Linked DNA regions of Sus scrofa: all the other regions are linked to region 1. A link is a contact called in public Hi-C and HiChIP or PLAC-seq data. All regions are on one chromosome and are shown on one strand. The core of a region is the stretch at or near the end of the contact, and the rest is flanking DNA. Distances in the headings are between cores, read along the strand shown.

The links. A called contact is a pair of places that touch in the nucleus more often than the background predicts. HiChIP or PLAC-seq counts read pairs in DNA pulled down with a chosen protein or histone mark.
Region 2: a Hi-C map of liver shows a contact between it and region 1, with 2.3 times the contacts expected there. The contact joins two enhancer-like sites. A contact is called at or near these places in 3 of 47 Hi-C or Micro-C datasets (embryonic fibroblasts, fibroblasts and liver) and 2 of 2 datasets of contacts at active chromatin or transcription factors (alveolar macrophages and skeletal muscle).
Region 3: an H3K27ac HiChIP or PLAC-seq map of alveolar macrophages shows a contact between it and region 1. The contact joins two enhancer-like sites. A contact is called at or near these places in 3 of 47 Hi-C or Micro-C datasets (embryonic fibroblasts, epiblast stem cells and fibroblasts) and 2 of 2 datasets of contacts at active chromatin or transcription factors (alveolar macrophages and skeletal muscle).

The regions. Positions count from the first base shown.
Region 1 is chr2:117,032,012-117,036,783 of Sscrofa11.1, forward strand. No RefSeq gene overlaps it. Among named protein-coding and RNA genes, the nearest start is that of APC, 49 kb to the left of the region's middle. Within about 2 kb of position 2,465, at least 78 of the 83 cell types and tissues checked have an H3K27ac peak or open chromatin away from gene starts, as enhancers often do. A contact at or near this core is called in alveolar macrophages, liver and skeletal muscle, where this site is marked.
Region 2 is chr2:117,153,892-117,158,663 of Sscrofa11.1, forward strand. The region is part of intron 3 of LOC106509522 (a long non-coding RNA gene); the gene reads right to left. Among named protein-coding and RNA genes, the nearest start is that of EPB41L4A, 79 kb to the right of the region's middle. Within about 2 kb of position 2,865, at least 10 of the 83 cell types and tissues checked have an H3K27ac peak or open chromatin away from gene starts, as enhancers often do. A contact at or near this core is called in liver, where this site is marked.
Region 3 is chr2:117,097,846-117,102,617 of Sscrofa11.1, forward strand. LOC106509522 (a long non-coding RNA gene) reads right to left here. Exons shown (of 6, transcript XR_002342073.1): 4 at 1-80. All of the region lies in intron 2 of LOC106509521 (a long non-coding RNA gene), which reads left to right. Among named protein-coding and RNA genes, the nearest start is that of APC, 110 kb to the left of the region's middle. Within about 2 kb of position 2,261, at least 25 of the 83 cell types and tissues checked have an H3K27ac peak or open chromatin away from gene starts, as enhancers often do. A contact at or near this core is called in alveolar macrophages and skeletal muscle, where this site is marked.

The DNA of each region.
Region 1 (4,772 bases), core at 1,215-3,714:
TTGGAGAGGGATGACTGTGGACACATCCAGAAGGAGGCTGCTCTTGAAAAAAAGGAAAGCCACTGAAGAGTTCCCAGTGGCCTAGTGGGTTAAGGTTCTGGCATTGTCACTGCTGCGGCTCAGGTTTGATCCCTGACCCAGGAACTTCTACACACAAATGTGGCACACACACACACACACAAAAAAGACATTTCTCTGTCTGAGATATGAATAAATATGATAATGATACCAAGATGTAAGAGATTACACCTCAGATGGTTGATGTTTTTCTCAGGAAAGGAAGAGATTAAGTTATTTCAGGAAATAAGACAAAAAGAAACACAATCAACACTAAAGGCCCAGAAGAGAGCAAGACTAATTGGTATGAAAGCTAACCAACATCTTTACATAACTGTCTCTTGCATCCTTCAGGATTTCAGGGGTCAAACTGACAAAGCTAGTGATGAGACTTGTTCAGGACTGGAGACTAGAAAGATAAATCTATAGAAAGTAAAGCATTCTAAGGCATCAATAACAACTGGGATCCTGGTTACATAGGGAGGTAAATAAAATCAGCAGTAGGCAAATGAATGAATAGAGAGACAAAGAGGGGTGGTTTCATAAATAAAGGGAGAAACGGAAAGAGAGAGAAAAAACAAGATTCCAAAAGAGAGTAAGAAAGATTGTTTGTGGTCAGAGATGTCTTGACACAATGCCTCAGATTATTTTGCCAAAGACAGTGAGCCATTGATTGGGGCTCAGCAGTCCTCCTATCCTTTCAACTAAAAGCACAGAACTGAGAGACAATCAGCTCTAAAAACACACACTCCTTGGCTGTAGAAAAGTGGAGGGCAACAACAAACAAATGAATGAAATTAGCCCATAATGCAATCAAACATTAATGTATCTCCTCTTCTTTTATTTATTTATTTATTTTTGTCTTTTTGTCTTTTCTGCACCCTCAGCATATGGAGGTTCCCAGGCTAGGGGTCTAATCGGAGCTGTAGCCGCTGGCCTACACCACAGCTCACCGCTCACGGCAACGCCGGATCCTTAACCCACTGAGCAAGGCCAGGGATCCAACCCACAACCTCATGGTTCCTAGTCAGATTCATTAATCACTGAGGCACAACAGGAACTCTGTATCGCCTCTTCTTTTAAAATGAACAATTCTAACTCCAAATTTAATAAATTCATTAAGAGGTAAAAAGGCTACAACAAAGAAAAAACAGACCGTGTGTCATTAGTAAAATCTGCCAGGCCAATTATAACCCACGTGTTACAAAGATTTTCAGTATACAATTCCAATAGGGCAAGGATCGTCCATGCTTTAATAACTTTGGAGGGCATCTAGCATAATTTCAACAAAATTATATCACTCATTATTATTAATGCTAAAAAAGTCCACCCACTTGCAATCTCGGTGGACAAGATATCATTTATATTTATAATCTTATTTTTTTTCGTGGGGGGGGCAGTTTCTCAACCCGTTATTCAACTACAGGAAAAGGTGGGAGAATCACCCATGGTAACTTCCTCGACTACCACTTCCATCCTGCAGTTTGCACTTACAAACTCTGGCAAGGTACCATGTTATTTAGGGCAGTTTCTTATACCATTAATTCTAATTACTCTTGCCTCAGTAATAAAGGAAAGAGAAATACGACTGGGGCTGCCTAAATTTTATTTAAAAACATCAGATTAAGTAGTACCAACAACTGAGAATCCAAGAAATTTGGGAAGTTTTGAGATTAAAAAGCTTTTTCTCCATTTTATTCCTTTCTAAAATAAAACAAAGGGGTTAGACAATTCGGGATTCTAAAGCTTCAGTAGCCAATTTAAACGCTGAATAAAAGAATCACTTACACCACTTACCCTTTCTTGTGCTATTCTATTTCTTAACATTGGTAGAGCCGCCTTTTTAAAAAACCATCACTTCCCAATTCTTTCCCTTGACCTAGTAACTTACGCCCCCGCTTCAAAATAGTTTAGGGACTAAAGATTTGCTACAGTCAGAAAAAAAACATTAATTTAGATGAAAGATGATTTGCCATCACAGGCACCATCCTCCCCTGTGCAGGAGTTCGATGGGCCGAGTTAAACTGTCCCAAACGAGCCCAGTCTGAGGACTGGATTCCTCCACCAAGGTGAACAAAATCCACTGGCCTCTGGGTAACAAGCTTTTTCTTTGTAACTCTATATGCTAGGCTATCGGGTAAGCTTCCCAGACAGCTAAAAACTTTTAAAGGAAGCCAGAGGGTCGAAACCAGGAAGATGGGGAGGCGACTAAAATAGGAGGGGCGGACGACCCACCCACCCACCCTCCGCGAAGGAGAGAGACCGCTTGCAGAGGTGAAGCTTCACCAGGATCCTGGAAAGGTGCGGAGGGCGACAGGCGTCGCGACCCCCACCCGCTGTGTGAGAATGGAGGACTTGCAAAGCCAGGGGCCAACTGGAGGCCTGAGAGGGGGCGCGGGGCGGGGAGGGGGTGGGACGTGGAGACAAGGGAGCGGCGGAGTCTGGCGGGGCACCATTAGGGTCTCGAGCAACGGCGGGGGAAAGCCGAGGAAGCTTTGCCGAGGGAGGAGACGCCGAAGCCTGCAGCTTCACTCACCTGCCAGACGCTCGCCCCGCGGACAGATGCACGGACGCCTCCGGGGTGCTTCCTCTCCTGCCGGACACAGCTCCAGCCGCTGCCGGAGCTCCAGGACGCGAGAGGAGAGGGTGGTACCGAAGCAGGCAAAGCGGCGACCGGACCCAAGCCGAGGGAAGCGTACATAGGGGGAGCTAAGGGCTCGGGAAGGCAACTCTGTGCTTCACCTTCTCACCGGTAGCCTGCAGCGCTTCCCGGGAACAGCATCCCGCCAACCGCGGCCCGCTGCTCCGGGGCCTTCGCCCGCAGCTCCCCCCAGCAGCGGCCGGGTTTCCGGCAGCCACACCCCGCCCCCTCGCTACTTGGCCTCCGCCATCTTGTCGGAGGCGGGAAGAGTGCAGTGCGCAGGCGTGCGCTGAGGTTGCCGGCGTCCCGCAGCCTCGCGGAGAGGGGGCTGTGATGCGCAGCCGCGTTGGCCGCTGCGCTCCCCTCCGCGAGGATCTGCCTTGCGGTCTTCCCCAGTGTGCGGTGCTGTGTGGGAGCTCGACTCTCAAGAGTTATTAGACCTACTCGCCTGTCCTGAACTGTACTGAAACCAAATTAATAGACCCCTGCTGCGCACCCCATAGTCACTCATTGTGTAAAACCTATCTAGTGTCCACTGTGTGCCAAGTCCCAGGCTAGGCGCTGGTGATAGATTCCTAAGACTGGATAATTCATAATTCAGCGTTAAAGATGCTCATAACCTAGTGAAACAGACAGAGATGAGCGGGTAATTACCAAAATTCTTCTTTTGTAACTGCACACCACCTGCTTTTTTTTGCCCCCACAATTTTAATTCAAAATATAACCTCTTCCAGGAAGTCTTCCCTCTCACACAATTTGATCAGTTCTTTACCTTGCATTATCTACTCTAGCTTTATTTCATTAAAAGTTAATTCAACAAATAATATTATTTGAGTTCCTATTATATACTACATATGGTTCTAGGTTCATAGCAGTGAGAAATATAAACTCGTAGGACTTAACGTTCTAGGGGAGAGAATAGACAAAGACTAAAAGAAAAAACTACATAATGTTTGATAGTGATAAGGGATAGGAAGAGAGCAAATTACCAAAAGATGATGGAGAGTTGGTGATTAGCATTCTCTCTCCAGAGATGACATGTGATCTGAGGCCTGACTGTAGGGGCCAGAGGTGATTTGGGGGCAGAGCCTTTCAGACAGAGTCAACCGCAAAAGCAGAGGCCTGAGGTGGGAATGTGACAGGGACCTAACAGGTGGTATGGACCCCCCGGGGAGGAGATAAGGTCGGGAGGGGGCAGGGGCCAAATAAGGCAGGGTGTGGAGGCCATGGTAAGAGTTGGAGTTTATTCCAAGTGGCCCCTTGAGCTTGCTGACACCACCTGAACTGCTCCTCAAACACTTCTAGCTCCTGACTGCCTCACTGTATACATGCTTGTTCTTTACATGCCTACCTTGTCATCTTTCAGGTTTCAGTTTACTTTTTTTTTTTCTTTTCTTTTTTAGGGCGGCACCCAAGGTATATGCAAGTTGCCAGGATAGGGGTCGAATTGGAGCTGTAGCTGCTGGTCTACACCACAGCCACAGCAACGCCGAATCCAAGCTGTGTTTGAAGCCTACATCACAGCTTATGGCAACACCGGATCCTTATCCCACTGAGCGAGGCCAGGGCTCGAACTCACTTCCTCATGGATGCTAGTCAGATTCGTTTCCACTGAGCTAGGACTGATGGGAACTTCCTCAGTTTCAGTGTAAATGTCACCTCAGAAAGGCCATCCTTCCTAAACTGTCTCCCTCTGGCCTTCCCATATGTCTGTCTCATTGCTTCAGATCATTTCTTCCAGGGCCCTCAAGCTATTTTAAAATTATATGTTCATTGTTACTTCACCGTCTCCCAACTAAACTGAACTGCATGAGGATGGGAAGATGTTTCCTGTACCAGTGAATACCCCATGCTGGGCACCTTGCCTGGCATTGGTGGTCACTCTGTGTTCGTTGTACTAATGAATGTGGAAGTTTGTCAGCACCGAAGTAGTCTGTACTATATTCCATTGTTTTGCACTTGTTCGTTTTTAAAATTTAAATGCAGGCATTTCCTGTTTGTTTCCTAGGCCAGATTATAAATAGGAATTTTAGAAAGAGAGGAAGAGAATGAAATGGAGAGGCATAGGTTATGA
Region 2 (4,772 bases), core at 1,615-4,114, 120 kb after region 1:
TCTTGGCTATTGCAAATAGTGCTGCAATGAACATCGGAGTACATGTGTCTTTTCAAGTCATGGTTTTCTCTGGATAGATGCCCAGGAGTGGGATTGCTGGATCAAATGGTAGTTCTGTTTAGTTTTCTGAGGAATCTCCATACTGTTTTCCACAGTGGTTGTACCAGTTTACAATCCCACCAACAGCATAATAGGGTTCCCTTTTCTCCACACTCTCTCCAGCACTTATTGTTTGTAGACTTTTTGATGATGGCCATTCTGGCTGGTGTAAGGTGGTACCTCATAGTGGTTTTGATTTGCTAATAATGAGTGACGTTGAACATCTTTTCATGTGTTTTTTGGCCATCCGTATGTCTTCTTTGGAGAATTGTCTGTTTAGATCTTCTGCCCATTTTTTGATGGGGTTTTTTGTTTTTTTGGTATTGAGCTGTGGGAGGTGTTTATAAATTTTGGAGATTAATCCCTTGTCAGTGGATTAATTTGCAAAGATTTTCTCCCATTCTGTGGGTTGTCTTTTCATTTCTGTAGATTGTCTTGGGTAGTATAGTCATTTTGATAATATTGACTCTTCCAATCCAAGAGCATGGTATGTCTTTCCTTTTTTTGTGTCATCTTTGATTTCTTTCAGCAGTGTCTTACAGTTTTCAGAGTACAGGTCTTTTGTCTCTTTAGGTAGGTTTACTTCTAGGTATTTTATTCTTTTGGATGTGATGGTAAACAGGATTGCTCCCCTAATTTCTCTTTCTTTCATTGTTAGCATACAGAATGGTCAAACAGAAAACAGGGCAAATAAAAGAGGCCGAATTTTTAAAAATTTATTAATTATTATTAATTTTATTGTGGTAAGAATGCTTAACATGGTATCCAGCCTCTTAGATTTTTAAGTGTACAATACAGTTGCTATCTCTAGGTACAAAGTTGTACAGCTGATCTCTAGAACTTTTCCATTTTGCACAGCTGAAACATTATGCCGATTGATTAGCCATTTCCCCTCCCCTCCCACCTCCCAACGCCCTGAGGCTGAATTTTAAGAAATGGGCTTGAAACTAGAGTCACCTCTACAGGACTTACCCTCTCTTTTCCTCTTTCCTGTCCCTTCGAATTTCCATACAGTTAAAATCTGATTACAGTAAGTAACTGAACAGATATGTAATAAAGCAGGTAGAATCTAGGTAGTAGATGTACAGAAGTGTTCGTTGTAAAATTATTCAACTTGTCTACCTTTTCTGGGCCATGCCTGCGGCATGTGGAAGTTCTTGGGCCAGGGACTGAACATATCAATCATAGTCACAGCAGTGACGATACCAGATCCTTACCCACCAGGTCACTAGGGAACTCCAATACATTTGAAATTATAATAAATACTGGAAAATAAATGACTGAAGCAGAGGTTACAAATGGGGGGCCCACAGGACCTATTAGGCCCATAGACATGATTTATTTGGCCATCAAGATTTTTTAAGAATTTAAAAAGTGTTTATACAATTTTTAAGGGTTACATTCCACATACAGTTACTACAAAATATTGGCTATATTCCTTGTGCTGTGCAATACATCCTTGAGCTCATCCTACACCCAGCACTTTGTACCTCCCACCACCACCACTATATTGCCACCCAGCTGGTAACCACTATTCGTTCTCTGTAAGTCTGCTTCTCTTTTGTTATATTCCCCAGGTTTGTTTTTGTTTTTGTTTTTTCAGGGCTGCACCCACGTCATATGGAGGTTCCCAGGCTACAGGTTGAATTGGAGCGCTAGCCACCGGCCTACACCACAGCCACAGCCATGTGGGATCCGAGCCATGTCTGCGACCTACACCACATCTCACAACAATGCTGGATCCCTGACCCATTGAGCAAGGCCAGGGATATTCAATCTGCATCCTTATGGATCCTAGTCAGGTTCGTTACCACTGAGCCACAATGCGAACTCCTCCTTAGTTTGTTATATAAGATTTTTTTTCAAGTTGAATCAGTTGCAAACATTTTAAAAGACAGGAGACTTCACATAAAAATCTGGACTTCCATTTTTTTTTCTAGAATAATCAGGATATCAATAACATCAGGCCCCACATTCGTGCCTGGCAACAGTTGGCTGGGGGTGGGGAGTGGCTGTCTCCTCTCCATGGGCATTTTCTCTCCACTTGGACATACCCTCCACTCAATACACACTCCTCATTTACTTACTTGAATGGGCCAGCTCCTCAGCTGATGACACTGAGACAGAGCAAGTTCAAAAGGGGGGAAAAGACATTAAAGGGTGGCATACGTGTCTGTGTGCACATATGCAGCTGGCAGGAAAATGCAGCCCAGCACCTTCATCTTTGTTTTGTTTGGTCAAGAAGCAAAGCCTCCTCCTTGGCCTTCTGCTCACAGCCTCCCAAGATGCTGCTCAGGGTCAAGCCATGAGGCTAAGTGGGAAGCATAGCCCATAAACAACTCAGGGTGTGACTATATCAAAAAAAAATCTTAGGGCCAGCTGAGCAAGGCTGTTTATTTTAGATGTTTGCTTTCCGACTGAAATGCCTCAGTCAGTGCACTAAATAGACTGTCTCCTATCAATTTGTTGCCAGCATCTCTTATCATAAAGCTTCCGTTGTTAGATGCCAGGCAAAAAGAGTCAAGCAGAACTCAGCAGTCCTAGAGCCTGAATTTGATCTGTGCATCTCGTGATGGGAAAATTCTACCTCTTTCATTTTTCTTTCTGGCATAAAAGAGGTGTAGGGGTCAAAATACTTTTTCAGAGGCAAATGGATGCTTGTCAGTGTTTAGTGTTTCCAAATATAGATCTCCCCTCAGCTTCTGCTTTCTCCTTGCAGGGATCCACACTCAGAATGATGCTTCACTGGGGGGCGCTGTGCCCTCGAGGTCTGCTCTGTGTTGGGAGGTCCTAGGGTAGGAGCATGTCTATGAAATCTGCTAATAATCAGTCCACCGTGAGTGCTGTCAGAAGCGCGATACATTCTCCTTTGTGACGATAGCAACGGTGAACTCTGCTCCCTCTGCCCTTCTATCCAGTGCTTTCGATTGAGCTTGGAATCAATTCTGTTTCCATCCCTGGCCAGCTGTCCTTATGTGGTCTGACCCGTGTTTATCTTCTAGCCTATTCTTCCCTCCCCACCCCCAACTCCACCAGGCTCCAGCCACACCGTCCAGTTCCTAAATAGAAAGCCTCTAATTCTTCAACAACCACAGCTTGTCCTTGCCCGGGGCTGCTGCACGTGCTCCTCTGCCTGGACCACCATCCCCCCAGCTCTTGACTTGGCTGGCTGCTTCCTTCATTCCGGCTTCCAGTCACATACAGCCCCCACAGAAGCCTCTTCTGACCACCATCCCTTTCCCCTTATGCCCAACTGCTATGACATTATGCTCTATTATCTAAAGTTATTTTCATTTACTTGCTCATTTCTTTTTTTTTTTCTTTTTTTTCTTTTTTTTTTTTTTTTTTTTTTTTTGTCTTTCTGCCTTTTCTAGGGCTGCACCCGTGGCATATGGAGGTTCCCAGGCTAAGGGTGGAATCAGAGCTGTAGCTGCCGGCCTATGACAGAGCCACAGCAACGTGGGATCCGAGCCGCGTCTTCAAGCTACACCACAGCTCACAGCAACGTCGGATCCTTAACCCACTGAGCAAGGCCTGGGATCAAACCTGCAACCTCATGGTTCCTAGTCTGATTCATTAACCACTGAGCCACTACTGGAACTCCTACTTGCTCATTTCTTGTTACTGTCTTGTCTACTTGAATATAAGCTCCACAAAAGCAAGGCCCTTGTCTTTTGTTTGCCAGAGAATCCTCCATTCCTGGAACAAGTGTTTAATCCACTAATATCACCCAGGAAAAAAGAATTAGAGCAATTGTGGAGCTGTAGGCAATAGGGCAAATGTTTAAAAAAAAAAAATCAAGTCTATGTACGCTATGGGTCTGCTTTAAGAATGGCCTTTGAAAGTTTGTTATATTTGGATGCCAATATTAAATTAAAAAATGGGAGAGGAAGGCTGAGATTTGATGGTGTAATTTATTTTCTTAATTATTAAGAGTTTGTATCAGGGCTTTGACTGGTGACACAAAAGGTAAGGCTGCCACCTAGTGTTTAGATGTGTGGCTTTTTTTTTTTTTTAATACCTTAAAAAAAAAAAAAAAAAAAAATCGAATGAGTCCATAGGAAGCCAAACTTCACAACTTGCTGTAACACAGACCAGAATTTACCAAGGGAACATAATTCCCCACAAACTGTCTCTTAAGGGGCCCTAAATGGATTTGTTCCAGTCTCACGGGCTTCTGCCAAAAGTTAAGATACTGTCTTTGTTAGCTACAAAAAAAATTCCAAGCAGCCAAGAGAGCTGTCAAGCTCAGTTTCACAAGGTAGCATATTCTCCAGACTGTTTTCCTAAATTCCACCTGCCTCTCCTGTCAAGGTGTGCTGCTTATAAAGTAAGTGAAGTCAGCATTAAAGAAAATAGCACCCCACTATCTCAGTTGCTGTTTGTCTTGGTGACACACAGAAGGTTCAGGAACTCATGCACCTAACACCTAAGAGGTTGCAACCAAGCACAAGACTTACCTGTGCTGAAAAATCTTGGTAGTCTTAGGCTGGGTATCTTCCATTCCCTTGCCATGTCAAAAACTGGCAAGACAAAGGGAATCTGGAAAAGTGGCCAGAAGAGGGTGGCAACAGGGCAGCCCTTCTAATAAAGAGCCTCGGTTATAGGCTCCTAAAATATCATTCTGGGAAACTAGGTTATTAGAAATGATGGGAAATGGGGGGTGAGATGAG
Region 3 (4,772 bases), core at 1,011-3,510, 66 kb after region 1:
ACGCTGAGTGGAGTCCAAAGGGGTGGGGCACTGTCTCCTGACATAGGCTTCTTGTATTTGGATATGGGGATTTACAGCCTCTGTGGGAGTCAGCAGGCATCAGGGAAAAAAAAAAACACATACTCAAAACACATTTCCATTTCCCCCTTCCCATTAAAACTACTACACACAACCAGGGCATAAAAACAGACACCAGGAGCCAAGGGTGCATGTTTATTACCTTCTTGCAGGACACACTGCGGAGTCTAGCAAGACCCCCTGGTGAAAGAACCACCTCACCACAGGGTGCTAAACTCCTCTCCAGACACAAAAGGGCATTAAATACCCTGTTTTCGGAGTTTCCATCGTGGCACAGCAGAAATGAATCCAACTAGGAACCATGAGGTTGTGGGTTCGATCCCTGGCCTCGCTCACTGGGTTAGAGATTCAGTGTTGCTGTGAGCTGTGGTGTAGGTCGCAGCTGTGGTGTAGGTTGCAGACGTGGCTTGGATCCTGTGTTGCTGTGACTGTGGTATAGGCTGGCAGCTATAGCTCCAATTAGACCCCCAGCCTGGGGACCTCCACATGCTACGGGTGTGGCCCTAAAAAGCAAAAAAACAAAAACAAACAGAAAAAGCCCCTTGTTTTCAAAAGGATGTGTTTCCCTCATTTCTGAAAATGTTTCCCAGCTGGAGGTGGGCTGTAAGGCTCTTTCTGGAATTTTTGGCTCTAGGCACTTAAAAGGCACCCTGGGTGTCTGTCCTGACCCCTTTCAACCTGAGCTTTCACTTTGGGTGACTGCCTCATCCTGCTCCTACAGGAACAATCTTGTAGGAGTTCATTATTGAGAAATGTCAAGCAGAAACCATTGTTCAGCTAGAAAGTGATATTTTCCTAAGAGCGTGATACAAAGTAAGTACCACGCATTCTGTCATTCATTCAGGCACCATCAGTTAAGCAGTGCTATTCACCTGTCCAGGATTGAGGCTGGGGCTGGGGTACATATAGTGAAAAGTAAGACAGCCCTGGGCTCTGTCCTGGTGAAGCACACTTTCTACCAGGGAAGAGAGAGATGGATCAAAATGATCCCACAAATAGATGATGACAACTGTGAGCAGTGTTGAGTGAAAGGCAGGAAGCCAGGCAAGTAGAGATGGGTGGGGCAGGTCCACAGTGAGCTCAGACCTGAAGGACCTCACTCTTCTGTGCCTTTGCATGTGACTGACTTCTGCCTTTGCCCATGCAATCTGCTCTGGAGCACGGACATCTAGTAGAGCAGGGCTTTCATGGGGAGTAACTCATCCACAGAGGCTGGTATAAGATTTTGTTTGGCACTTAGTGGATGATGCCTGACCAGCCTCTTGTATCTTCTGGAACCAGAGCCTGGGCCCTCAACGTAAGAGAAGTGTTCTTACAAAACTTCTCAGCAGCATTTAAATGATTTCAATGGGGCGGGGCGGGGGGGGATTTGACTAGGAAGTACAACTAAGAGTCATTCCACTTAACCATTATTTTAACACCATTCCATCTGGTTCTCTTGCCTGCCTCAGAGGTAGATATTCTTATCATGCCCATTTTTTAGATCAGGAAATAGAAAAGATGAGTGTTTCAGCTATTCATCCCTTCTCTTCTCTTACTGTAATATTTAATACTCTATTGTCCAGACTTCTTTGATTGTATTTTTCCCTCACAAGACGTTCAGCTTTATGAAGGGAGCTATAATCACCAGTATATCCCAAGAACCTAGCAAGTACCAATACACAGAAATTATTTATTGAAAGAATAAACAAATGAATGAATGAATTGTTACAAAGAAAATCTGTGTTCTCTGGGGGAAGAAAAAGACATTGAACAAATTTTCCAGTGGGATGTGACCAAACAAGACTACTTTGTCCCAGATGGGTTGGATTTCAAGGAAACAATAAATGTAAGGGCCAACTCAATATTTCACATGCCTGAACTGAAAAATCTGTAAAAGACATGTGAAAACACACAACACTTATCTTAAGCCTCTCCCACAAAATTACTACCTCCACCTCTGACTGTTGTCAGCCTGGCTGCCAAGAGACACAATGAAAATGCCCTCCCCCACTTCAATTTCCTGCTCTGCTTCATGTCAAGATAATCTCTGAGTATGGCTGTTTTACATGTTATGGCTGAAATCGGAAGTCCTGAATGGCAGTTTTAGAAACATGACTTCATCAGGACAGAGGTCAAGCCAGTGCAGTATTAGCCACACTGTACCCTGTGCCCCTCCCCACCTTCCTTCTCCTTCCTCTTTTGATAGAAAAACAATGCCATCTGCCTGTTGATATCCAGTCACCATGTATAATCTGATGCCCTGCTTACCACTAGGGCCCTTCCCTTGCTTTCCCACTGGCAGGGGGAAAACACTCAGACCAGAAGAATTAGCAAATAGGAAGATTTCAGGGGTCATCTGGTTTTATGAGTTAGGCTAGAGGATGGGTGTCTCTGAGTTTCACACTGAATCAGGTATTCATGGTTCTAAGCTTTTGGTCCTGGATCCAAATCAGAGAAACAGTAACTTGAGAGTCAGACTCACAGAATGTCAGCTTTGGCTGGCAGTGCAATTCTACCAGCTGTTATACTACCACCTCTGTTGTCACTATTCTGGGATGTTGAGTTTCCCACCCTAACAACTGTTCAAAGAATTTCACTTGAGTGAATTGTATGAAACCATGTTGTGGTGACGAAGGCACAGAGGATTTGGAGACAGGTCTGGATATGATGGTGCATTAAACAGAGTGAGGTGGGTGCTCCAGGCCTCACTCAGACCTCCCATATATTGTTTTTATTTGAATGGGAAAGTTATCGAGACAAAGCTAACACAGTAGAGATCCATAAACATTTTTTAAGTCCTTAGCAATCCTCTTTTAAATGATGACTATTTAGTGGTAAAAGATGGGGTCAACATGGAAGAGGTATTGAATTTATTTCTTCAAAGGAAAAAATTGCAAAGCAAAAATATGAGTATTTTAAATTTATCTTCTCCAGATTATCCACTATAAAAAATTAAATTATACTGGAAGCAAGGAAAGTATCTTAAGAGAGTTTATAAATAAAAGTATAATTATAGAGACTGAGCTTCTGAATAGACTAGGAATTAGGAAAGTAGTTGCGAGTCTCACTTCTGTCCCTTAACCACTTGTATAACTTTAGGAAAGTCCCTTCCCTCTTTTAAACCTCATTTTCCTCATGTGCAAAATGATGGGGCTTGGTGGGATAATTTTCAGGGTACCATTTGCAACAGTAAAATTCTCTGGTTCAGTGAAATACTGTGTATATTTAAAGAAGCCAGTATAATCGGCTGTTTTCGGTGGTGTGAGTTTGGCTTCTGAGCTGTCACTTAGAAGGAATTTTCAAACCACAAACCAGTGGTGGCAATCTCAGTGAAACAATCTGTAACTGAATTTAATTACATTAAAAAAATCCAATCCTTCTGGAAAATGTCTGAGAATGTTGAACTGCATTGACTATTTCAACATGACTATCTCAGTAGTAGTGATATTAAATGTTATTAATATTATAATTATCTTAAAAAGAGAGATAACTCTAGTAGGATTACTGTGCCACAAAGAAAATACAAAATTATTATACAACCCCTATTATTAGCCATTGTGGGATTCTGTTATTTTTTGAGGCCATTGTAAAATGTGTGTCATCAGGAAAAGAATGTCTGATTCAAACCCTGCTAGAAGAACTAAGGCAACGGGAATGTTGGAAGCTCTGTTTCTAAGCATTCAGAAAGTAAGGCGCTTCTATAATTTTATACAAAAGGTTATTTCTCAGGTAAGCCCCCTGGTGTGCCTCAGAATCACCTGGTCTGTGCTCACTTGCTCCCATTCACACAGACTCACTCTCCACTGAGCCAAAGACCAGGTGTCTGAAACTACTAGACCAAATGCCACTGGAACTGCAGGAGATGCCCTGTGGCTTGGTGTAATCTGCTGCTGGCCCCCACACCCTGCTCTCTGCCCTGTGGTGCTTCTGCCGGGGATGTTGTGGATATAAGCTAAAGAACAAGAGGTTTTTTTAGAACAATCTGAGCAAGAAACCAAAGAGAATAAAAGATTTTTCCTTTAAACTAGTTTATAGGATTCAAGGACATGGACTAAAAAGAAATATTGTGAATAATGATACTGGGTGTCCCTGAGACCTGGCAGCCCTCGTTTAAAGAGGAACCAGAATAGGGAGATAAGACTAGACATGTAGAAGTCAGTTTTCCCAAGTGCTCCTACTAGTCTTCTCAGGATGTTGTTAACCCTCACCTCCTGACTCAGCATCCTTAAAAACAGCCTTCTAGATTTCTTTGGCCCTAAAGTTAAAACTATCTTTTGACAACCTTTGAAAATATGCTGTGTCCTAAATTAAGATCCAAAGCCTGAGACCAGTACTCCTTAACGCACTCCAGGACATCACGGCTTTATACCCTGGATAACTTTGAATACTTTAGCTTTCTATTTATTGAGAAGGAAAGTGTAAACTAAACATAGTGAAATAATGAGACAAAATGGTAGAGTAGAAAGACTTGAGCTCACTTCGTCTCACGAGCACAATAAAATAACAACTAACTGCTGAACAACCAGCGACTGAAAAGATTGGAACCAATCAAAAACAATATTCTATATACAAAGACAAAGAAGTAGCCACAACAAAATGGTAGGAGGGGCATTTTCATGATATAATCAAATGCTATACTTGATGGGTGGGTGACCCACAAGCAGGAAAATAAATACACCAGAGGAGTTCTCCCACAGGTGTGAGCATCCTGA